2 separate regions of the Mus musculus genome follow, and region 2 is linked to region 1. Evidence: chromatin contacts called from public HiChIP or PLAC-seq data. All regions are on one chromosome and are shown on one strand. Each heading gives the region's core, a stretch centred on a gene start, on an enhancer-like site or on the middle of the called end of the contact. The rest is flanking DNA. Distances are from core to core; before and after follow the strand shown.

The links. HiChIP or PLAC-seq counts read pairs in DNA pulled down with a chosen protein or histone mark.
Region 2: an H3K27ac HiChIP or PLAC-seq map of neural progenitor cells shows a contact between it and region 1, with 2.8 times the contacts expected there. The contact joins the enhancer-like site here to the promoter of Slc12a5 in region 1. A contact is called at or near these places in 3 of 39 promoter capture datasets (the 3T3-L1 cell line, the C10 cell line and hippocampal neurons), 2 of 484 Hi-C or Micro-C datasets (cerebral cortex and embryonic stem cells), 7 of 115 datasets of contacts at active chromatin or transcription factors (embryonic limb bud, embryonic stem cells and neural progenitor cells) and 1 of 9 other capture datasets (adipose tissue).

Annotation. Positions count from the first base shown.
Region 1 is chr2:164,963,274-164,971,047 of GRCm38.p6, forward strand. It overlaps Slc12a5 (solute carrier family 12, member 5), which reads left to right and starts at 4,715. Exons shown (of 26, transcript NM_020333.2): 1 at 4,715-5,181. The coding sequence starts at 5,130.
Region 2 is chr2:165,197,427-165,205,200 of GRCm38.p6, forward strand. The region is part of intron 1 of Cdh22 (cadherin 22); the gene reads right to left. Among named protein-coding and RNA genes, the nearest start is that of Gm36803, 8.1 kb to the right of the region's middle. Within about 2 kb of position 4,460, at least 78 of the 459 cell types and tissues checked have an H3K27ac peak or open chromatin away from gene starts, as enhancers often do. A contact at or near this core is called in cerebral cortex, hippocampal neurons and neural progenitor cells, where this site is marked.

The DNA.
Region 1 (7,774 bases), core at 3,465-5,964:
CCGCATGAAGGTCACTGAACTGAGAATTAGATGAACACTCCCCGGGGGACTTAGCATCTGCTATCTTTTCCACAGCTGCTTTTGTGTCAGTCTTTAGACATAAGAGTCAGTCAGTCAGCAGCCCAAAGAGATGCTCTCCCCACCTCTGTCTCCAGGCCCAACGGGAGCGGTGACAGCATGTATAAGGCCGGGAGTGCCAATGGGGAGAGCTTGGCAAACCACACGTGTTGTGAGCATCCTGTTTTACAGTGGGCCCAGGAGATAGGATTTGCCCCTTGGCGTGTCACCTGCTATATGGCCTCCAGGAATGAAGAGGGCAGGTGAGCGGCTGAGCCTTGAGTGCACCATTAACCCTGGACTATATATACTCACATGCTTCAGCTGCCTCTCTGGGTCCAGGGAAGGAAGGTTGATGGTGACCTCCTGGGACAGAAGTAGAAATGGGACAAAGTCTTGCATCTCTGAGCCAAGCCCATATCCTTTCACTTACACCCCCTGCTTTGACTTTTCAGGGGAGCCTGGACAATGGAAAGGAACCCTGGGGCTGGCCAGGCTCACAGAAATTGGGGTGTGCCTTTATGGAGGAGGGATGAAGCAAGACCGTAAGATGGGCTCCACATGCTCTGGGCCAAGCTCTATGGTATCATCTCAGACACACTGCTTTCTCTCCCTGGGCCTCAGTTTACCTGTCTGTAGCATAGAGTAGAAAGAGTCCTTCCTCCAATAATAGTAGTGATGGTGAGTTTGTGGTGGTAGTCCCACCTGTAATCCCAGGTGCCTAAGGCAGTCCAGCCCTTGGTAATAAAGACCCTGGTTCCAAGTCCAACCAAACCAAACCCTCCAAGCAGACAACAGAAAAATCAAGGGAGAGGTTTGGGTGATCTTTAAGGGTGGGGCTCCCTAGGACTCAGATCTCATGTTTCAGTCTCTCTATCTGTAAATTGGGAAGAATGATGGTGTGTGTGTGTGTGTGTGTGTGTGTGTGTGTGTGTGTGTGTGTGTGTGTGTGAGAGAGAGAGAGAGAGAGAGGTGCTGGATACCTCTGCCCAATTGGTTTCTTCAGTTTCAATCAAGACTCAGAACCTCACTGCCCACCTCAGCCCAAGGTGAGCCCTAGGAATCTCCATGACAACAAACTGGTTATGAACAGGGCTGCAGTTGCCATGGCGACAGGTCTCTCTCTCTCTCTCTCTCTCTCTCTCTCTCTCTCTCTCTCTCTCTCTCTCTCCTCTCTCTCTCCCTTCCCCCTCCCTCTATTTCACATCCCCCTCTCTCCCCTCCTCTCTTCTCAATGAACCAGAGCTATCTGCAGGCCCCAGCTTTCCCAGACGGGGTGAGGGGAGGGCTCAGTTACTCGAGAAGGGGTCCAGATTGGGAAATTGGGAAGATAGGCTGAGTCTGCAGGGGAATAGGGGGCTGTTGGGGTGCTGTTGCCATGGTGACGGGGCTGCAGCCTGTTAATTAAGCCCCCGGTTGCCACGGAGACGGTGGTGGTTGACGTGCTCTGCGGCAAGCCCTGTGTGTGTGGGGTGTGCTATGCACTGGACTCAACTCACTGCTGGGATCTGGGTCTGGAGGAGAGAGCATGGAGGAAGGGTGGAGAGAGGTCTTGGGTGGAGCCTTAGCTCTGTGACAGGAGGTGGGTAGGTCATGGGGTAATAAGAATGGGGAGTGAGGGAGCTGAATTGGAATACTCTGCCTGTGGAAACAAGATGCAGATGGGTCTTCAGCTTAGTGGCAAGGGCCTGCCTAGGGGTTAGGTACTGGATTCTAGTCTCCATTTGTAACTCAGCCTCCCATTCCATTCCATTTCTAGACTCCAATTTCACCATAAGTGGTAAATGGAAAAAAATAATTTATGAAGTCCTTTCTAGCACCCCAGTCCTCCTGCAGGGAGGCAGCTTCACTGAGCTTCTGAGAGACACAAGGTGGGAGGGCGTATGAATTTTAGAGACTCTGAATTCAAAAATAGGACCCTGCTTGGCTGTCCCTTAAGCTGTTCTATCCAGTTTTCCTCTGCTGCTCCATCTTCCTAGGGCTTTGGGTCCCTCCTCACCCCCTGCATAGGGAGGGGGGCTGAGTGGTGGTCTTGTTCCTGGGCCTCAGAGTGGAAAGCCACTTCTTATTGGCCAAGGCTGGCTGAGTAGGAGGTGCTTACAATGAGTTTTCTCTTTTCTGAAGACCTCATTAGGAAGGTGAGGGAGGTGACCCAGCCTCCTTGAGTGGCATCAGTTGAAGGGCTTAGGGTCTTCCTTTGGGACTCTACCCTTGCTTGGTCTGTACGTCCCAGAAAGACCTACTCACTTTGCAGTGTTCTGTCTGGCTTGGCACTCATGTGTAGACCATGCTAGCTTCAAACTTGTCTTGAGAGCCCTGCTTGCAACTCCTAATAGGTGTGCACCCCTACCCTCAGCTAGGTACCCCCAAATACTTTTGTGGTATTGGGGATTGAACATGGAGCCTTGTGCATATTAGACAAGCTCTCACCCACAGAGCTATGGTCTTAATCTAAGACTCATAGAAGACAGGAAGGAATCTCTCCTTTATTTTATGGATGCAGATGCTGAAGACCAGAGAGAGGGACTAGATTTTGACCAGGAATAAGCAGAATTCTGCAGCAGAGGAGAGGATAGAACCCGTATTTCCCACATCTTGAGTGGCCTTCCAGGTCAGAGCTCTAGTGAGGATTGGCAGTGAGGCAGTCACTCTGGCCTTCATCTGTTTCTCACGTCCCCACGGATAGGTTTACTCCCAGGGTGATCAGAGAAGCAATGGCACCAGGACCAGAGATGAAGAAGCATGCCCTAATGGTCCTCGCCTCCACAAATCTGCTCAGACAAACGTACCTCACATTTTGCCCTTTAACACTTCTCTACAGAATAATACAGATTGGTGTGTGTGTGAGAGAGAGAGACACGTATAACTGACTGACTCTGGGACAGCCAAGGGTATCAAGTACTTACACCTTCTTAAATTGTTTTTGTTATTGTGTATGTGTGCAAATGACTTGCAAGAGTCAGTTCTCATCTTTAATGGTATGGGTCCTAAGGTCTGAACTTGGCTTGTCAGGTTTGGTTGTGTCTTATTACTGAGCTAACACTATCTGCCAAATGCTCACATCTTGTCTGAATGTTAATTCTCCATCGTAACAGATTATCTGGGTGTCCTCAAAACCAAACGGCGTAGGCACCTTGTTGGCAAATCCCTTAGAAGCACCTTTGAGTCCATCGAAGAAGACCCCACTGTTGGCTTAGTCTGAAACCACTGACAGATTCCATAGAGCCAGCTTGTCTGCCGACTCTGTCCAAGGTCCTGAAAATGCCTGCCTATTAAGAGTATCTCGCAGACACGGGAGGCTTACTGCTCCAGCCAAGGGGTCGCCTCTAGTCCTGCATTTTTCTAACCTGGGCACAGAAGGGGAAAAGCCCATCCCAGACTCAAACTCTGCTGATTTTTTTCCCCTGGAGCAGAGAATCAGAGGCAGCTGGTAGTGTAGATATGATTGTATTCTTGTCTCTTTCATTGGAGGCAAGATCAATTTAAAAAGAGGTTCTATTGAGAAGAGACCTAAGTTGGAGTAAATAGAAATGGGTTCTAGACTGAATTCTGCTACTCATTGGCTTTGTGTGCCTAGGCAGTCATTTTCTCTCTTGGGTGCTTAGTTTTTTTGTTTTTGTTTTTTTCATTTACGAAATGAAAGCTATACGTTAGATAAGATGAACAGTTCTGTCCTACAATTCTCCAGGGATTTTTGAGGACTCAAGCTGGGAACCAGGGTGACTGTATAGCTATTTCCTCTTTCCATTGCTAGTATGTTTAGATCTAGATGCAAAGGGTCTAAACCTCAAATGTCACTTTCTGAAGCATCTCCACCATTGGCCCAAGTCTGGCTTCGGGGTCCCAGGGTAATCAAGCTCCTGGGGGGGGTGCTGGTTTCAGAAGAGGAGGACAGGAGAGCATGTCCGGCCTGGAAGCCTCAGAAAGCAATCCTGGATTAGAGGATTAGACATTCCCGCCCCAGGAGAAAATCTGGTCCCCAACCGGCAGGTGGCCTCATTCTCCCCTTCCCCCACTCAGTTCCTGGCCAGCTTGGGGCCAGCATACCCTCCCTAGAGGCTGCACCATCTCGGGTGGGAAGGAAGTGCTACAGGACCCCAGTGCTCCCTGTTCCTCGCTGCATTTCATCCATAGATCATTCCACAGGAGAAATCCCCTTGTCTGTGGTGTGGACTCCAGGGTCTTGTCTTGGGGTTAGGATTCTGAGACTCCAACCAGCCCGAGCACCATGAGAGAGTTCTCTACAACTCCTCTAGTGGCAGCCACCGATTTAAAAACAGAATGGGCCAAACAGACCCATTGACCTGAGTCCCCTCGGGGCAGCACAGTGCCCCATTGATGGGGGCCTAGGCCCCATCTTTCTCCTAGGCTTCAGGCGCTAGGACACCGATCTGGGAAAAGGTCTGGTTCTCTTTCCTCCAGGCCTTACCTCACCAGTTTGGTAGACAGCTCCCTGGGGCCCTTACATTCCACAGCGCCCGCCCCTGCCACCTCAGTCCCCCACATCTTTCTCTCAGGGGTCACCGCAGACCCTCAGTCAGGCAGCCGCTGCGGGGCCGCCTCCCCACGGCCGCGACCTAGTTCCCTGCCGTTATTTTTAGGGCGCGGGATGGCACCTGCCCACGTGCCGGGCCCCGCCTGCGCCAGAGTGGGGGGGGGGGCTGCGTCTGCTCTAGGGAAGCGAGGGCCGCGTCCCCCGCAGCATCCCCTCCATACCACCCGCGCAAGCCCCCAGTTTTCCCGTGAGGGGGCCACCGGAGCTCTCTGCCCGCCTCTCTGCCCTTCCCTCCCTCCCTCCGGTCCCCCCCTCCAAAGAAAACCCGCCAGTGGCTCACGCCTCCTGCATACGGGATGAGGTGAGCAGCGCCGCTACTGAGAGGGGGCGCGCGCGGGTGTGAGCGTGTGTCCGTGTGCGAGTGTGTGTGCGCCGGGCGGGCGGGCACTGCAGCTTCTTCCTCCGTGGAGCGGAGAGCAAGCGAGAGAGCTCGAGCAAGCGAGCGAGCGGAGAAGGCGGGCAGAGGGGCGCGGGCGAAGCGGCGCAGCCATCCCGAGCCCGGCGCCGCGCAGCCACCATGCTCAACAACCTGACGGACTGCGAGGACGGCGATGGGGGAGCCAACCCCGGTAAGCAGTGGTCCGGGGGCGGCGGGGGAGGGGGCAGCGAGGAGGAGGAGGAGAAGGAGGAGAAGGAGAAGGAGGAGGGCAGCTTCGGAGTGGGGGGCAGAGCCGGGGCCGCCTCCTGCAGAGAACAGCCTGGGGCTGACCGGGGCGGCGGATGCCGGAGGCTGCAGGGAGGCTAGCTCCATTGGAATGCGCTAGGCGCTGTCCACGGTTCTGGAATGCGCCGCGCTCCGAGGCAGATTCGGAACTGGGGGTTGGAATGATCCACGGCCTGGGGGCAGACTTGGATTAGCTAAACCGGAGAGGCCGTGGGAAGGGGATGAAATAGCTAGAACAGGGCTGACGTGCTGTTCGACGTGCAGGAGGGAGGCTCCTTTCCCGGAGAGGGGACCGGGGCGTCCTGGCGCAGAGCAGGGACCAGCAGCTTCTAGGGGCGCAGTCTGCTGCAGTTCCTCGCTTTGAGTTTCCAGCTAAAAGGTGGGGGGGGGGGGTTGTGATGGCTCTGGGGTTTGGAGGCATATGATAGCTCTCGTCTGGGCTGCAGTGTCTCCTTAAGGGGACACTTGGTGCAACCAGAACCCCCTCCCCCAAGGCTTCCTGAAGTCCTTATCTCAACCTGAAGCTACCACTTCTGTGGGTTTTTCTGGTCTACTTTGCCGATTTCCTCTTCCTCTCGGTTCTCCGTGGGTTCCTATTCAGGACAGGAAGCAAGATCCTATTCTTCGCTCTTTTCCCCCCTTCTCTTGGTACCCTAGGGCGACAGTGTGGTTTTCAGGGCGGGGCAGGGGGGGAAGTCTTTATAGTTAGCTCTCTTAGCTATCCTGGTGAAGCCTCAGAAACGGGGTCTTAGTGGCTGACTCCCCACCGCTGTGGCGACACTGCGGACTCGCTGCGGTGGGTGCAAAGACTTGCCAGGAGCTAAGGGGCTCTGGAGCAAATCCGTGTGCTGTTCCGTTTCTCCGTCACCCTTTACTGCCGTTTCTCTGCTCCGAGGTCTTGGGGCCAGCCACCCCCTCGGGCTCCCAGGCCCCTCGCTGCCCCCCAGCGGTCTCAGCCATCCATCACGGCTGTCAGCCGCCCCCAGCCCCCACCCTTAAGCGGCGCTGCGTCCCCTGCGCACTAGCGCATCTCCAGTGCCTGCTGTCTGCGCTCAGCGCCTTCAAACGCTCCCCCAGGCTTTGCTTGACCCTCTGGGCCGAGATTCCCCTGGAGATGGTCCAAGACCCCAAGAGCTAAAAGCATGAGCTCACAGACATTAGCAGGTTCGACTCTGAGGTCTTTGATTTTGGATCACAGTCAGGCCCAACTAGAGGCGTGGGAAGGCTGGGGGCACCAGAGTCCCTGATCCTTTGTCCGAGATATCCCCTTCCCATTCTCCCATGGGGCTGAGTCCTATACTGAGGACAGAACTGCTGCTGGCCAGCTCATCCATCTCTCCAGTGACCCTGGGGTCACCTCATCAGACAGAGCTCCCTTGGCTGCAGGGGGAGGGGAGTTGTAAAGTCCAGTTGCTGCAGCTCCAGGCATCTTGAAGCAGTGCTCCTGAAGCTAAGGGAAGGGATGCCACTTCTTCCCGGGATCCCCCTTTGATACCTCCACTATGAGACATCCCTGCTCCCCAGAATGGGTTCAGTGGATTCCTTAGCATCTGCATTCTCCACCGACCTTCACCTTCACTGTACCTCCGTGCTTCTTTGGGGTCCCCAAAGGCCTAGTAAAGACGCACATGTGTACTGGAAGTGGGGTTCTGACTAGTAGTTCTTTCCAGTTATTAGGCCTCTCTGTTAATTTCTAGACGCCGAGTGTAGCAGGCCCATCTGGAGACTCTCTTTCTATATATAGAGTCCAGCGCTTGGAATTAGAGTGTCCAGAACCTGGGTCAAGCATTCTGCGTCCCAGAGGGGGGAAGGTCTATCCTGGACGCTTGATGAAGGTGGTAGGAGGCCCTGAATACTTCCTGGGTCTGATCAAAGAAGGACCAAGAGCCCCTGACTCTGAGCCTAGATTCTTGGAACTGTATGGAGGGATCCGGGTATTGACCTCGAGGGAGAGTATGAGGACTCCTCTGGGTCAAAGAAGACTCCGAGGATGTTATCCCTGGCACCTAGAGCTTCTTTCCCTTTGAGGTCTGATGCCCCCTTTCTCTCCCCAAGTTGTCGTGGGGATTCCCTCCAGGTTCAGCCCCAGGCCCCGGGGGAGGCTCCTTAGCCTGCGTCTGTTTCCTCCGGGCGAGCTCTGGCCTCCGCAGCTTAATTGAAAGCCGATTCAGGCTGAGAGCTCCCAAGGGGCGGGGACGGGGGCGGGGGCGGGGGCGGGGAAGGCTCAGCCTGGGTCTGGCCAGTCTCTTTCGCGCCTCTAGGCTCTCCCCCATCACCCAGACTCCAGGCTCTAGGGAATTAGGACTAGTTTCCCCTTCGTTGCCCTGTTCCTTTGAGAATGCAGACGCTTGCTCCCCATCCCCCTTAACAAGTGAGTCTAGCGTTCCAGGCAGGGGACAAAATCAGCCCTTGGTTGATGGGGCCGGGAGCCTGGCTTCTGGCCCAGGCAGCGGATGGAAAGGCGGAACCCAGGACGAGCCTACCAAGCTGCCCCCTCC
Region 2 (7,774 bases), core at 3,210-5,709, 230 kb after region 1:
AATGGCTTGTGTGAAGTCTTGGGGAGGATGTATCAGCCTGGGGAAGACTGGGATGTATTAAACCCAGTGCCTTGCCGAGGTGGGGTGGGGTGAGGTGGTCTGGGCTGGGGGTGGGGGTGGAGACCTGGACTGAGCTGGGAACCCTCTCTCTGATCTGCATATGCCCCAAACAGACTGGAACAGGGAGGGGGTGCTACTACCAGGTTCCATGGCAGCAGGCTGGGTGCTTGGAGTTGTAATCCAGTCTGGCCCATTGATCCCCTAGACTGTAAGCCAGGTCCCATCTGGGGCGACAGATAGACAATGGTGGTGCCAAGCCTGAGGGGGCGTTTCTCCGTTTCTTCTCCTGACAAGTGATGTAGCTGGCAGATAAGGAATCTTCTTCTCTAATCTCCCTGCTCAGGCTGCAGCAAGGGAAGGGGCTGAGGCTGGCACTCCCTCCAAGGCTTAATCCTCTCCTTCCTGCATTTAAAGCTGCCGGCGACAGTCTTTGGTAGCCATCTGCGGAAGACTCAGGACTAGGGCGAAGGACTAGAAGCTGCTGTCGGTAGCAAGCCAACGCACACACAGGTCTCTTGTTGGAAGGGCTGCCTGAGATGCATGGGGAGCCCCAAAATTTGCTCATTGCTTTGCAGAAGGTAGGAGAGGGGCTGGTGAGGTCCGTGGGGGAGTCACACTTGGGCTGAGCTGGGTCCCCAGCTTTGCTCCCCAACAGCTGTGTGACCTAAGGGAAGCTGCTTCCCCTCTCTGAGCTTCAGTGCTTTTCTATGCAAAATGGGGAAAATAAATCCTCCAAGATTTTTTTTTCTTTCAAAGCTCGAGTAGATGGTGAACACAAAAGTAATTCTCTGGAAAGTCAAGTGCTGGAACCAGGTGAGCCGTGACTATTGTTTTCCACAGGCGAGAGAGGATCACAGTCGGGGGGGGGGGGAGGACAGAAGCACAGCAGCTCCTGTAGGGGTGGGGAGGATTCACCTCCAGTTCTGAGCCCCTGGAGGGGCCCCCCTGTGAGTCTCCACACAGGAGTCCCTCACCTACTGTCTAGCAACATGACCTCACCATACAGGTAACACCTAACACCAATCCCCCTGGATCCTTGTCTCTGCCAGGCCTGTCTGCTCTCTTGTCTAAGGACAGTCACCTACTCCTGGCTTTGTGGCAAAGCTCTCCCTTTCCTGAATAGAGGTTTCTGAGAAGCCACCAGACATTCGACTCCTTTTCCCTGTGGCCACCCGTGACCATGATGGGTCCTCTCTGGAATGCACAATGAATCTCTGGCCCCAGTACAAGGCTCTCTAAATTTCTTTACATGTCTATCTATGTATCTATCGATCGATCGATCTATCCATCCATCCATCCATCTATCTATCCATCTATCTATCAATTTACTCTGTGTGTGTGTTGTGTGTGTGTGTACCATAATGTGGACATCGGAAGACAGCTTGAGAGAATAAGCTTTCTCCTCCCACTGTATGGATGCCAGGGATCCAAATCCAAGTGATCAAGCAGCTGCCTGTGTGCCTGGCCCCACAGACACACCACTCTGAAGCCTTACCCACCATGATGATCTGTGCCACCTCAGACTGTGAGCCAAGATAGACCTATCCTTCCGAAAGTTGCTTTTGGTCAGGTCTGGGTCACAGCTATGGGGAAAGTATGCTATGTTGATTCCTGGGTTATGTGAGAACGAGTCTGCTTCAAGATCACTTTGGCTAGGTCTCTCATGTCCCATCTTCCTCCACAATGCTCCAAGCTACCCTGGGATCTGATGGATAGTAGGCCATCACTACAAGAGGGCCCTTTACTTTGGACCAGACCAGAAGCCAAAGCAATCTCTTTCCCTCCCATCTCCCTGAAACCCCCCTACATCATCTTTACCTTTCTCTAATGGTGTCCTGGATATCAGCATGGAAAGTACTCCCAGAAGATTCTAATTGACAAGAACTAAGCACACATCTCCTTGTACCAACCTCTTCCTGTGGCTAGAGAACCCAGTAGTTTGGGGGGACAGAACCCCAGATTCCTTGCCTCAGAGCCCATGTTCTTACAATCAGTTGTGACCAGGTGTTTGTCCTCACCATGTTGAAGTCATCAATGACTGCTACGCCATCTCATCCAGCTATTGTCCCCAGTGCTCACGTCCCTCATCCTCAGTGGTCTTTGAACCCTTACTGAACAGCTGGGGTTCTTTGACATTCCCATTATGCTCTGGCCGTCCTTCATTACCGTAGCCTTTTCAGTCCCCACTGAAACTCTTCACTCATTCCTGGGCAAGCCCATTCATGCCGACGGCCTCAGTCACCCTCAGCGCCACGATGGTTGCCAACCTCTGAGGTCCTGGTCATGGCCAGGTCTCTGAATTTAATTGTGGCATTCATGCCCACTCACTTAGATGGCCCTGCTAAGCCTCATTGCTAGCAAGCTCAAAGTCACCTCAGTGAATGGCCCCAATATGTGTCTAGTGGTCCCAGCCAGAATGCCGGGAGCTCTTCTTGGCAGGAACCCTTGCTTTCCCTCCTGAACAGTCCTCCACCTGGCTACCTGGTGTCACCTTGCCTCCCACTTCAGTTCCAACCAAGGATTCAGGGTGACCCTTGGGTTATGGCTTCACAGTGGACAGCGACAACATTTAACAAGGAGGGAATCGGAGAAACAGAGGCTGGGATGGGAGGGAGCGTGTAGGTAGGCTATGCCTGACACGTCCCTGAGACGTGCCTTCAGAGACATATAACAGGCAGGTGCAAGGAACAGTCTGGAAAGAACTCCAAGGACAAGCCCAGACTGGAGATATAAATCAGAGCCATCCCTCTGCTCGCAGGTGACATTTAATGCTGAGGGGATGCTGAGGTCGCAGAGGAGAGACAGAGCAGACTCAGGGCCCTGCCACATAAGAGAGGAAGCAGAAAGGCGGTGAAGCAGGGGGTGGGGGGCAGAAGCAGAGGACTGAGGGTCATCTAAAACATGGAGTCATGGAGCTGACCAGTCATGTCTCAGCAAAGCTGCTGAGACACCGGGGGAACTGAGGCACAGCAGTGCTGTAACAGTCCAGGAGAAGCATGTCATCTGTCTTCCCTGTGGTCTGTGCATCCAGAGAGGCAAGGGTGTCGCGTTCTGTCATGCCGTGCCCCCCCTGCTCAGCTCCTGCATTGTTCTCTTGACATGTCTGGCTTTCTCCAGCTATGTGTTGACTGTTGTCTTTTAGTTTTTATCTTAGGAGAGAACTTGAAGCCCCGGAAGAGTGGAATTTCTCTTCTTTAAAAAGCACTTGCACTTGGCTGTGCATTCGATTTTAAAATTTGAAGCCCTGGGTTCCCTGGATGGCTGAGTGGCCCTGTGAGTCCCATCTGGTCCCTTCTGTTTCATCTGTACCTCAGGGGCCCTTGAGAATCCCAGTGGGTCTGGGGAGGGTCTGCATTTTGACTCCTTCCTCTTTCAGACAACGAACTTGGACTTCCATTCCCCTTACACTGTGAGATCATTAAAAACCGAATTCACTTTTTCTGGGATCAGCCAATGTCCTGAGGGCAAACGCTGCCTCTCTGCTCTCTAACGGCCCCCGGCTTTCTGTTTTCCCTCCAGTTTTGACCTAATAATTCCTGGTAATTCCTTACAAAGGGCTTGCTTGTCAGCTCTTTGATGCTTTAATAAGATGATTTTTGTATTTTATCCAACACTCTTAGCTCCTTAAAGCTGAAGGGTTTGTCCCCAAACCTCAGTGCCTTGTTTCTAAACACAGAGATGGCTAATCTCTAAGGCTTGGGCACAACATGTGGCATATTTTAATGACTTCATAAATAGTTGTTGTGCTAGAGCAGTAGCTCAGATAGTAGAGTGCTTGCCTAGCAGGTCAGAGCCCTGGGTTTGATCCTTAGCACTGTATAAAATAGACATGAGGTGCATACCTGTGGTCCCAGCAACACCCTGGAGGTAGAGGCAGGGGATCAAGAGATCAAGGGCATCTTCAGCCACTTGCTGAGTTCAAGGCCAGCCTGGGGTATATGAGACCCTGTCTCAAAAACAAAATCGAAGGACCTTTACAGGTTCACAAGTTTGAACATTTGGTCCCCAGCTGGTAGGACTTTAGAACAGCTCTGTTGCCTCAAGGGAGGTGTAACCTGGAGGAAATTGGCCTCTGCGGGAGTGGAGAAGGGGTAGACCTCGAGGGTTATAGCTCAGCCTGAACTAAATGAGACCCTAAAATAAACAAAATAACTATTTGTTGATTGAAAGAAGGACCTGAAGCCAGATCTGCAACGTCCCGGCTCTTTAAAGGCATTTGCATCTCGCTCAGATGAGGTTCCAAAAGAAATGGTGAGCACTGAGAGGCAGGGCTGTGAGCTGTGAGCTGTGAGTGAGGGAAGGGCCGCCGCCAGGCAGTGGTACCAGGAAGGACTGGTAAGCACACAGATGGATCGGCAGCTCAGCAGATGAGCCATTCACCAGGCTGAAAGGGAGTCTCACAGGAAGTGGACCACGTCAGCCAGAGCCTGCACGGAGGCTAGTTATGTGGGAGGGATGTAGAAGCTATGAGTGAGCAGAAAAGCAGGGACCATCCAGGAAAAGGCTCCTGGGGGGCTCCGTGAATGCAGAAGCCCAGCCCAGGCAGGACAGCTCCCAGCGCCGCCGGCAGGAGGGAGGAGGAAGCAGCCTGTTGGAATGCAGGCACGGTAATTGCTACAGAGGAGCGTTCCCTTCCGTTTGAAAAGCTTTCTGCTCTGCGTTTTCTTTGGTCCCAGTTTCAAAGGAATTTTAATTGCAAAGAAAATTTTGTCATCTCCCTGGGGGGAGAGGGCTCCACAGCTTCGAAAAGTCCGTGCCTGATGCGGGTGCTTCTCCAAACTAGCGGTTTTCACGGTTTTCACGCTTTGGCTGCGAGGAAACTGGCTGGGGATTGGTCCTAGTGGAGGGAGGGGATGAGGCGGGCCTCCCTGCTCCTTTCCAAGGCTGGAAAACCGAGTTTGCATCCTGGGGTGACCTGGACCAGGGCCTCCACGAGGCCTTTAGTGCCAGTCTAAGCATGGGCCTGAGGTACCTGTGCCAGGCTCACTTTGTCCTCAGTTTGGCATGTTTGTTTAAATACGCTAAGAAGCCTAAGGAGGATGGCCCCTCCTCCATCCACTCATTGTAGAGCAAGCTCCGCAGGGTGGCCCATTCGAAAGCAGTCTGATACAGTTCAACATGAAGTTAGCGCACCATCCAGTCATCCCACTCCAGAGAATCTATGGCAGAGACAAAGGGACAAAGGTCCACACAGAGACAGGGCAGCACAGTTCAGCCAAAGAGCAGAAGCACACCCACGCCTCTGTAGTGATGTCAAATGAGAGTGTGTATGTGTGTAGTGTGTGTGTTATGTGTGTGTGTTATGTGTGTGTGTGTATGTGTGTGTATATGTGTGTTGTGTGTGTATGTGTTTGTATGTGTGTGTATGTGTGTGTATATGTTATATGTGTGCATATGTGTGTGTGTATGTATGTGTGTTATGTGTGTATGTGTGTGTATGTGTTGTGTGTGTGTTTGTATGTGTGTGTATATATGTTATGTGTGTGTATGTGTGTGTATGTGTCTGTGTGTGTGTTATATGTGTGTATGTGTGTATATGTGTGTGTGTATGTGTGTGTATGTGTCTATGTGTGTATGTGTGTGTATGTGTATATGTCTTATGTGTGTGTATGTATGTGTGTGTGTATGTGTGTGTATGTGTTGTGTGTGTATGTGTTTGTATGTGTGTGTATATGTGTGTTGTGTGTGTATGTGTGTGTATATGTGTTATGTGTGTATGTGTGTGTGTATGTGTGTATATGTGTTATGTGTGTGTATGTGTTTGTGTTATGTGTGTGTGGCATGTGTGTGTATGTGTGTGTTATGTGTGTATATGTGTATGTGTTATGTGTATACATGTGTGTATGTGTAATGTGGTCTGTACCCACGAAGGGGCTCTCTGAGAGCCAACATCTCTGATGCTCGGCTCCCTGAAGAACGAAAAGCTGTGCTAATCGTAAGCCTCCCTCTCTGAATGTCCAGATCGGCATCTCCACAGAGACAGGAGGCAGATTGGTGTGCTCGGGACTGGTAATGGGGGTGGGCTGATGTGACAGGCAGGAAGGGGTACAAGAGACATCCTGATGGATGGTGGTGTAGGTGCCGCAGAGTAATTTACTGGACATCATTACGTGTGCACTTACAAAGGATGAATTTTATAGTATGTAAATTATACTCAGTAAAGCTGTCAGGGGAAAATGGCCCTGCCTTTCTCAGGACTAAAGACAGAATGTCTACAAGGCCCTACATGATCTGCCCTTTGACCTTTGTGATCACAGCCCCACCCCTTCTCTCCTCTCCTGCCAGCTTGCCAACCTTGTTCCCATCTGAGAACCTTGGCCTTGTCCATCCTTCTGGTTCAACACTCTCCCTCAGTATCTGAAGTATTCCAACGCACCCCACCCCTGGACACCCTGTCCAAATAGTGCCTCTTAGGGAAGAATTCCAGACACTCTAAGGACAGCAGCCCCTCTCTCTGTCTCCAAGTCTCTATCAATACTCTTGCTCTTTTCTGTATTTCATTCAGCCCTGATCACCTTGTGACCTGTCCTATATTCTCATATTTACTGTGATTTTTCAATGTGCGTGTGTATGTGTGCACGCTTGCGTGTGCCCACGTGTGTGCCTCGTGTATACAATCAGGTATCCAAGGAACCTAGAAGAGGACCTCAGATCCCTTAAAGCTGGATTGTAGGTGATTGTGAGCCCCCTGATGGGGTGCTGGGAACTGAACTCTGGTCCTCTGTAAGAGCTGCAAGCTCTCTTAACTGCTGAGCCTCCTCTGCAACCCCTTGCTGTGCTTTTTGTGTGCCTTGCTCCTCCTCCATGGCACATTACAGTCACTGGGATAAGAATGCTTGCTGGCTTCTTTCACTCACATGCCCTTAGGACACAGAAGAGTCTCTGCCACAGAGAAGTGGCCAACATGTATTTGTTGAGTATCTGAATTCATAAGAGGCTCCACAAATACCTGAGTTCTGTTCGTGCCAGAAGCTGACCACATGGGCTCTGGATGGACGAATGTCTTATCCCTAGAGGAATTGTCTTTTAGGAGATTGACCATGGCAACAAAAGGGGGGGGGGGTTGGGACCACCAGATGCCATCACTTAAAAATCAGGGTGGGGGGTTCAGGCTGAGTGAATAACATGTGCAAGGCAGAGGCAAAAGAGAAAGAATCAGCTGGTTTAGGGGATTGTGAAATATCTGTTTTAATTGAAACAAACAGGGTATGGGGTCTAGGGGAGATGTCACTGGTGGAGTCGCTGGTGCCAGTCTATACAGGGTCCCAGCACATTGCAAACTATCACATCAATTCAGCAAAGCACCCATGGAAAGGTGTTGGCTGCACGCAAGTGAGTGGCTCCAATTGAATGCCTGCAGTCCCACCCCACTCCCTGCGAGAGAGAACGCGCTGTCCCCAGATCTTTTCTTCCCCCCACTTTCTCCCGCACACTGATGATCCCGGGAGGGCCTCAACAGGGGAGTGATGGTGATTAGATTTTCCTTTTAAAGGATCACTCCAGCTGTCAAGAAGAGCCCAGAGAAGGGTCCGGAGTTGATCCAGGAAGACCGGGTGGGAGGCTGTTAAGCCAGCCAGGCTGGGAGAACTGACAGTCACTGTGATGGATCTGATGTGGGAGACTGGAGTAAGGAGGGATTCTGGGTAATGGCACAGCCACCGCCAGCACAGTGAGCAGGGCCCACGTGCTCAGAAGGGCTGCACTGAGCGCTGGG